Regions from separate parts of the Mus musculus genome. Here all the other regions are linked to region 3. The links are chromatin contacts, called in public promoter capture Hi-C maps. All regions are on one chromosome and are shown on one strand. The core of a region is the stretch at or near the end of the contact, and the rest is flanking DNA. Distances in the headings are between cores, read along the strand shown. Region 1 holds the start of Kif23 (kinesin family member 23). Region 2 holds the start of Rps27l (ribosomal protein S27-like). Region 3 holds the start of Dennd4a (DENN/MADD domain containing 4A).

The links. Promoter capture Hi-C pulls out the DNA fragments that hold promoters and counts their contacts.
Region 1: a promoter capture Hi-C map of erythroid cells shows a contact between it and region 3, with 12 times the contacts expected there. The contact joins the promoter of Kif23 here to the promoter of Dennd4a in region 3. A contact is called at or near these places in 2 of 39 promoter capture datasets (erythroid cells and frontonasal cranial neural crest).
Region 2: a promoter capture Hi-C map of erythroid cells shows a contact between it and region 3, with 13 times the contacts expected there. The contact joins the promoter of Rps27l here to the promoter of Dennd4a in region 3. A contact is called at or near these places in 2 of 39 promoter capture datasets (erythroid cells and pre-B cells).

The regions. Positions count from the first base shown.
Region 1 is chr9:61,945,437-61,948,136 of GRCm38.p6, reverse strand. It overlaps Kif23 (kinesin family member 23), which reads left to right and starts at 1,338. Exons shown (of 23, transcript NM_024245.4): 1 at 1,338-1,525. The coding sequence starts at 1,515.
Region 2 is chr9:66,944,638-66,947,337 of GRCm38.p6, reverse strand. It overlaps Rps27l (ribosomal protein S27-like), which reads right to left and starts at 1,252. Exons shown (of 4, transcript NM_026467.5): 1 at 1,158-1,252; 2 at 399-507. The coding sequence starts at 1,163.
Region 3 is chr9:64,809,720-64,812,419 of GRCm38.p6, reverse strand. It overlaps Dennd4a (DENN/MADD domain containing 4A), which reads right to left and starts at 1,409. Exons shown (of 35, transcript NM_001162917.1): 1 at 1,400-1,409; 2 at 834-1,080. It overlaps Gm36459 (a long non-coding RNA gene), which reads left to right and starts at 1,005. Exons shown (of 3, transcript XR_379559.2): 1 at 1,005-1,093; 2 at 1,318-1,474.

The sequences.
Region 1 (2,700 bases), core at 89-2,588, 2.9 Mb after region 3:
CGCGTGGGGTGATGCTGAAATCAACGGTGCAGTGAGGGGCGGCAGGGGCTCTGGGATCCAGAGAAGGTGAGGCATTCTCCGAGGAAAGGAAGGCTGAGAGACAGCAGAGAGACTCGAGTGTGGGGGCAGAAACGTTCCACGCATGAGCGTTGGGCTTGGGACAGGTGAGAGGTGACGCAACTGAACAGGAAGACTAGCCTCAGGGCCCCACTGAGGGTCTCAAGCAAAGGGCGATGACCCACCCTAGGGCTCTCCCAGACCTGTGACTTATAGGTGAGAGTGCAGTCAAATGGATCGGTTTTGGAAAGTGATGGTGGCAAAGCCTGGTAGCTTTCTATCTGCTTCTGGAAATTTATCCATGGATGCATTTTCAGGTTTATTCATCGAAGCAGTTTGCAACAGTAAATATTGGAAAGACTAATGTCCAGTAATATGGACATTAACTATGGATATTAAACTGGCTATCCTTATCAGTGCTGGCCCTAAAGGAAGTTCTAAGTGGAGCTTGAGTCACAGAACGCAGGTGTGGCTACATCCCTGGGGAATCGTCAGCATGGGGGCTGGGATTAAATGAGAAAGAATCAACTTGTAGAAGGCAAAGGGTAAACGGTGGTTGCACAAGGGCAGTGGGTAGATTTTATGCATCTCTGTATATCCAGGAAACATCAAAATCAAGAATTTGAAGGTTAAGGATGTGTGGCTTAGTGGTATCACCTTTGCCTAACATTGTGAGGCTCTAGGTTTGATCACTAGCACCATGAAACACACACACACACACACACACACACACACACACACACACACACAGAGAGAGAGAGAGAGAGAGAGAGAGAGAGAGAGAGAGAACTGGAGAATCCAGAGAAAGGAACTTACAACAGGTTGTCTGCCAAGTTGGTATAGTCTTCAAGATCATTCTGGGGTCCTCACTGTAAGTGTGAGGCCAGCCTGGGATACAAGATACTCTCGTCTCAAAATAAATATCAAAAGTAAGATAAAATGTAAACGTAGAACTAAAAGTAAAGGTAAAAATAAAATATAAATACAATAAAATGAATAAGATGATGTGGTAGCCAGCGGCCAGCCTGAAATTAGAACATGCCCGACCAAGGCTTTACTTCCTTAGAGGTTCTCAGGACAAAGACTGGGAGATCTCAGCTTCTGCGTCAGAACGGAAGGGCGGAAGGGCCGGGATTTCCCCTCTCAGGTTTTTCTCCAGCGCTGCCCTCCTCAGCCTCCGGCTGGCGCCCTTGGGTTGCCAAGGAGACGAGCGCCCCTGCTGGCCGTGCCAGCGCTCCCCGAGGCCCCGCCCCTTCGCCGCAGGCGGCCGCTGATTGGCCTGTTTGAAATGCGCCGGGCGGGCGCACACTTGGGCTTGCAGCGTCGCCGCCGGGCTCTCCTCAGATTGAGTCCTGGTCCCCGCGGCCGTGGTTTGCTCGGCTTAGTTCCCGCCAGCCTTGCTCCTGTCGGAGCCCGACGTCCCGCGCGCGCGTCAGGATAGCACGGAGCCTGCGGTCATGAAGTCAGCGTGAGTACTGGTGGGAGGACTGCGTGGGGGTCGCCGCCCTCCTCACGCTGAGACTGGGGACTGCCCGGGAGCTGAGTCCGTAGTACAGTGTAGGCCGAAGCTCCGCACTGCAGAGTTCTGGTGGCTGGCGACCCTGGTGTGCCGGCGCCCTCCCAGTCCTCTGAGCCCGCGAAGGCTGCCTCCGAATCCGGGGCTGTCTGCCACCACCTCCTCGGGTTGCCATCCTTTGGGCTGCCCATCCCTCCCCAGCTTCCTTCCTCCCCGCCCGCTGCGCAGGTGGCAGGTCTGGGGACCCCGGGCGGCGCGCAGCCGGGGTGCGCGCTGGCACTTTGGGGGAGTTGAGCCTCCACAGCTCCGTCGGCATCCCTTCCCTAGTTCTAGCCTTGAGGTCAGGGTCCTTCTGCAGCTCCGCCACCTTGCGCTATCTTTGTCCCCAGGCCATCCCACACGCCTACTCTATCTCCCACGCCCACATTCCTCAGTATTCCTAGACTCTTCAGGAGAGCCACATCCTGGTTACACTTTTACTGCGAAGGAGGGCTGGCTTTAGAAATCGTTACTTTCACACGCACACACACGAAAAAAAAAAAAAACGGAACTTTTTAAAATGAGGAAACGTCAGTCTTTATATTTACTTAAGGATACCTACCCTAGTATATCGCTGGACTCTGGTTTGCTTCTAGTTTACGTGTGACTCTATTGAGAAAAGTACTTTAATAATCTACAGTCTAAACGAGTCTTTTGGTTTAATTTGTGTTAAATATTCTTGTAGCCTATAAACGAGAAAGGAAAAAAAAGTTAAATGATAGAGAATGTTGAAATAAAATAATTTTTTATATTGTTTACTTAAAATAGCAAGACATTTCAGCATTGTGAATAATCTAATCTTCCTACATAGCATGAGCAAATCTCTGAATTTGCACTCCAACACTTAAAAAAAATACAAACAAAAGTTCCACTGAGTACTAATGGTATCAAAAGTGTATTTTCCCAATTGAAATTTTAATGAGTTAAATTACATATACCACATTTCTCGAGTACAGTTTATTGTTTATATACATGTTATTTGCTGTGCGGTATTTGAGATTGCTGGGAAATGATTTTTTTAAGCCTTAGGAAGTTCATTGTTAGAATTTGTGATGTCTTCTATGTTAGTGTTGAATTTATGGCTTTTT
Region 2 (2,700 bases), core at 3-2,502, 2.1 Mb before region 3:
ATGTAACAGACATGTCATCTGTTTCAAGTTATAGCTTCAGTGTAGTGTTTTACTCTTAAATTCTGTTTCCATTTCCACATGTTAAGTACTAAACAGACACATATGGTATAGCAAACACATCAGACAGCAGTTTGAGAATGAAGAATCAACATATATTTTATTTGCATTGCAAAAAAGAAAATTCATCATCTTAATGATCATCTTAAGTTAAAGACTTAAGTCAACGTATCCTTTACCTGGCTCCCATATGTTTCTACAAAGGTTTGAGTATGTTTCTTTAAAATGACCCTTATGACAATTCTGTAATGTCATTTCTAGTCAACAGTGGATCCTGACTTATTAAAGTGTGAATCTTTCCTGAAACGTCCTTTAGGACAGGGAAATTTGAAATTTTATACCTGGACATTTCACATCCATGAAGTAAGAATTTGGGCTCTGAACCAGCCGTTTCTTCTTATGTTTTTTCTTCTCCTCCTCCAAGGAAGGGTGTAACAGATCTCTAGCCAGCTGTGGAAGGAAACATATTGTTACTACTGGAGTCACAGTACACGGGTGGCAGCCCGAATCACACGAGGAACGCAAAGCAGGAGCAACAGGCACACTCCGCAGAGGGGGTACTTAAGACCCTAACTTTTCAAGATAGGACCACTTTCACCCACACGTTGCCAGTCCTTTCCTGGCACTTTACAGCGCTCGGGCAGCATATGGGAGAGAGAACCCCTTTGTCGTTTGGCTGGGTAGCCATCAAAGCTAAGTAAAAACCAGCGTCTGGCTCGGGCCTCCCCGAAGCCGCAGCGCAGCAGATCAGAACAAGGCCGGGATGACCTCAGCCCCGGGGCTCCACATCCAATGGCCAGCACAGGGCTGCGGCATGCTCGCCCGGGGTGGAGTGAACGTGTCGGAAGCTGCGAGGCCCGTTAGTGACCCTGAAGCCCATGGTGAGCTGGGAGCTGCACCCCACGGGCTGGCCACTCACGCGAGCCCGGACAGGGCCCGCCACGCCATGCCGCGCCGTGTCGCCCGGACAAGTCTCAACAAGCCCGCCATGCCTCGGCCCGCAGGAGCAAGAGACGCCGCGGGCTTAGCCGCCTGCCGAGGCGCCAGACTAACAGAAAGCCTGAAGGAAAGCAAGCCCGAGCCCAAAGTCAAAAACTTACGGGCATGGTGACGGCTCCGCAAGCGCGGCCGCTCCAGGTCGCCGAGACGAACTGCTCGCTTTCGAGCGCCCCTCAGCAACTTCCGGGATAGAGGCGGCGGGGAGGAGTGGAGAGGAGTGGAGGCGGGGGCGACCGCTCTAGGCTCCCGTCTCAGTGGTACGGCTCCCGCCCTGACCGCCGGGCCAAGTCCAATGAGGGACATTTAAATGGCTTCTGCGTTAAACTCCGACTCCGCCCTGCACCCAGGCCGGGCTTCGGAGGCCCGGGCATTAGGCATTAGAGGGAAACCAGACCCGAGGCTGCAACTAGCCTGGTCTCCCCTGTTCATTGTGCGGGGCAGCGGACAGGGGGACACACGGAACAATAATCTTTGTTCTTCGCTGTATTACAAACACCATAGGCGAGCCTGGGAGGGGGCTGGCTCAGCGCTTAAGAGTGTGTGTTGGTTAAGACTGTGTACTGCTCCCGCAGACGATCTGGGTTTGGTTTTCAGAACCGAGCTGGGCGGTTCGAAACTGCCTCAAACTCAACTCCAGGGAGATCTGCAGGTCTTTTCTGATCTCTATGGCACTGCACTCCCTATGCGCGCGCGCGCACACACACACTCATAATTAAATTTAAAAATCTGATTTTGGGGTTGGAGGTGTAGCTCAGCTAATAGCATGCTTGCCTTGCCTTCATGAAGCCTTAGGTTAAATCCCTAACACCACTAAATAAATAATTTTTAACTAGAAAGATCCCACTGACGGGTTGTGAAACAAACTTCTAGTCTTGTGTCTGTGCCTTCTAAGGAGTGAGACTTGAAGTTCTGCACCGGATAGGCTTCACCTCCGGTTTGCTTTGCTCTGAAATAGTTTTTTAAACAAATCCCATTTGCTGCTGTGTTTGATATGCCTCTGTCTCAGAAAACGTGGTAGGTGGCACCTAAGAAAGAAACCTGATATTGACCCCCTGGCTTAAACACACACACATACACCATTTATAAGCTTGACCCTAAGACTGTCCTACCAATTTGGGGAAAAAAAAAAGATGTATAATACTCAATTTGCATAAAGCAGAAGAAAATTAAAACACCGCATTCCCTCATGGAGGAGTGCTCACCCAGTAAGTAAGAAACCCCGAGTTTGATTTCCAGCACTGGATACATCTAGGGGTATGGGGCACACTTATTATAATCCAGCACTTGGGGTTTAGGCAGGAGGGTTGGAAATTCAAGATCATCTTCAGCCATATGGGGCCATCTCTGGAACACCAAAAATGAATAAACTGTAAGTCAATACTAAATATGGTGATATAGATAACTATGTAAATTATTATGTGTGTACGGGGAAAATAATGGTCCTAGAAGTTCCAATGTCTCAATGTCCATGGTCTGTGGTTACTTGACGAGTACAGTTAAGGCTGCAGTCTGCATGAGATGCCTGCCCTAGTCTCTGCCATTTGAACACTTGAGACCCAGTTGGTGCGGTTTAGGCTTAGGAGGCTTAGGAGGTGTGGCCTCATTGCAGAAAATATGTCCCTAGAAGCCAGCTCTGAGGTGTTA
Region 3 (2,700 bases), core at 160-2,659:
TGATGCCTGTCCTGTTTTGCAAACAAGAAATAACTGTCCTATAAGACAAATAAAAACCGTCTCTACCGCTCTGAGGCCAACCATTCGTCTGAAGGAAAAGCACACTGGAGCAGCAACATCCAAGTTTCCCTTTACGTCCTGTCATTTAAAAGCACCATAAAAGAGATGTCGCTGCGACCCAATTCTAGGTCACAAGCTTTTTTGCCCCTTCTCCCCCTGCCCCCTCCTTCGTCTTTCCCCTCTAGAAAGAGATAAACTTCAAAAGGAGTGGTGATGACCAAGAATTGCGCGCGCGTGTGCACAGACACACACACACACACACACACACACACACACACACACACACACACACACACTGGTCAACTTGGACGCTGGCCGGGCTCACGTGGAACCTGAGCCCCAGCCGGGCCCCGGCATCTGGACTGAACAGCCGCGGGAAAGCAGCCCCCGCCGCGGGTTTGAAACCCAGAGCAGGTGGGATTCCGGGAAGCAACCTTACGTAACGAGCTTGTCAAAATCCCAGCTTCAGGACCTCCCCACCGTCCGCCCCCGCCCCATCACCCCAACAACAACAGCCCCAGGCCAGCACCAAATGGCCAGTCCGGAGGGACCCCCCCGGTGTCCCGCGCTCGTTCCCACACGGAGGCGCGCGAACGCCATCGACAGCATCTCGCCATCCTCCGGGACGGCCAGAGCCCCTCCTAGCAGCTGCCCGCGCCTAGCGGCCCTCCAAGTCCTATCACCCGGCTCGGCGTCCCCCTGCCAGTCACCTCCTCAGGGCCGTGACAGCTCCCTATGCCACCGATGCCCACGCCGCCGCCCCCGCCACTCACCTCCCCGCCGGCCCCCGCGCGAGCACCGGGAAGAGCCTGAGATGCAGAGTCTGATCCCCTCATGCGCGGCGGGCGGGACACGAGGGGGCTGAATGTCGCGGCGCTTGCAGCCAGCTTAGCTCATCTCCCGGCCCGGCGCTCCGCCCAGCCGTCTCAGTCAGACGGGACTCCCCCTCCCCGCGCGGTCGCCAAAGCCTCCGCCTCCTTCCTCAGCACCAGCCGCCGAACCCGCCGCGGCCGGCGCCATCTTGGGAGTGACGGTAAAGACATGGGGGCGGGGACTATGGCAACAAAAACCAATCACAGGCCGAATCTGACCCGAGGGGCAGGAATGGGCCGAGCTAGGGGGTGGGTCGTGGGGGGAGGGGACTAACAAGGGTCCCGCAAGTGGGCGGGCCGCTGGGTGGGGCTGTGGGCGGGGTGGGGCCGGGCTGGCTGGTGACGGCGAGTGTAGCTGGGGAAACGCGTCGTGGTTCCCCTTCAGGTTGGGAGATTCCGAGCCCCTGGCGAGTAAGAACAAGGCGCACTGTACCTTCCTCTTTCACAAGCATCCAGCTATGGCCAACAGACCTGCTTCTTCCTTCCCGGCACTGCTGCTTGGTGCAGTGGTCTGAGCTGAGATCCGCCCACCAAAGTCACTGGTATTCTGCAGAAAACCCCCTAAGCGGTTAGCAACCACCAGTAGCTTTCAGTCCCGAGACAGAGGTCAGGGAAAAGGGGGAATTCAGAGGGGTTCTCTGAAAAGCGCGTTGATAAAACAGCTATTGTTGATTGAAAGGGTGTCCATTACATTGATTAATTGGATATGGCCTACTTAAACTAGACTGCAGGTCTACTGTTAATGGCTATTGGCAAGATGCCTTTGAAAAATGTGGATAATAAAGGTTGATTACCTCTACAGAGTTACTCAGAAATGTAAAGTGTATGCCTAAAAAGTATTGAATAATGTTAGCTGGAATTCTATGAACAAATGAAGGAAGAAATAGGACCTTTTAAAAAAAAATTCCTCTAGGTTGAAGTTAATCTATGCAAAACAGGCTTCATCTTTATTGCCAACCGAGATTACAGTTTTATTTTATACCTCCACTCCTTCTCTTGGACTCATTCATCCAGACAATATTGTTGGAAAACCCAGCAGGGCTGACACACAACAGTCAGGGAACCAGAAAAGGTCTGCTTTGAGGGAGTTGAGGTCTAGTGGGAGAAGCTCAACAACAACAACAACAACAACAACAACCAAATATATTTAATGCTTGGAGAAGAAACATAAAAGTTCTAGGAAGAATTCTAGGTAGCAGATAACAGGGTGGTTTTTGAAACCAGAGTGATCAAGGCTGTGCCTCTCTGAAGTGCAGGAAGAAGCCAGTAATGGAAGAAAGGCCCCAGAGAATTGAGTAAAGCAAAAAGATCATGCAGAGAACCTGCAATAGGGAGGAGCTTGGCTTTTAGAACTGCGAGGAATCTGTGTTGATGAGAAATGTATTTTGCCTGGAGAAGCCTTCCATTAGATTAGAGAGGGAGTTGAGAGCTCCGTTGTATAGGGCCTAGAAATACAAGACTATCCTTAATTCTAACTGCAGGCCGAAGCCACTGAATGGCAAGTAGGGAACAAAGCAGCTGGGAACAGTGAGTGGTACTTGAAGAATGGCATCTATATTTATATTCTAGACAACATATGGACCAGAGAACCTGATTGAGAGGGTTTGTTTTTTTTTTTTTAAATCTAAGTTTGAGTCTCTTCAACACTGAGTTCACCAAATATAGTTCAAATTGTTTAAAAAATGTGTGGGCATCACATTATATTGTGTAGATAAAAATACACTAATTTCACTGAAAATTATTAAATAATACCATTGTTGATCCCCAC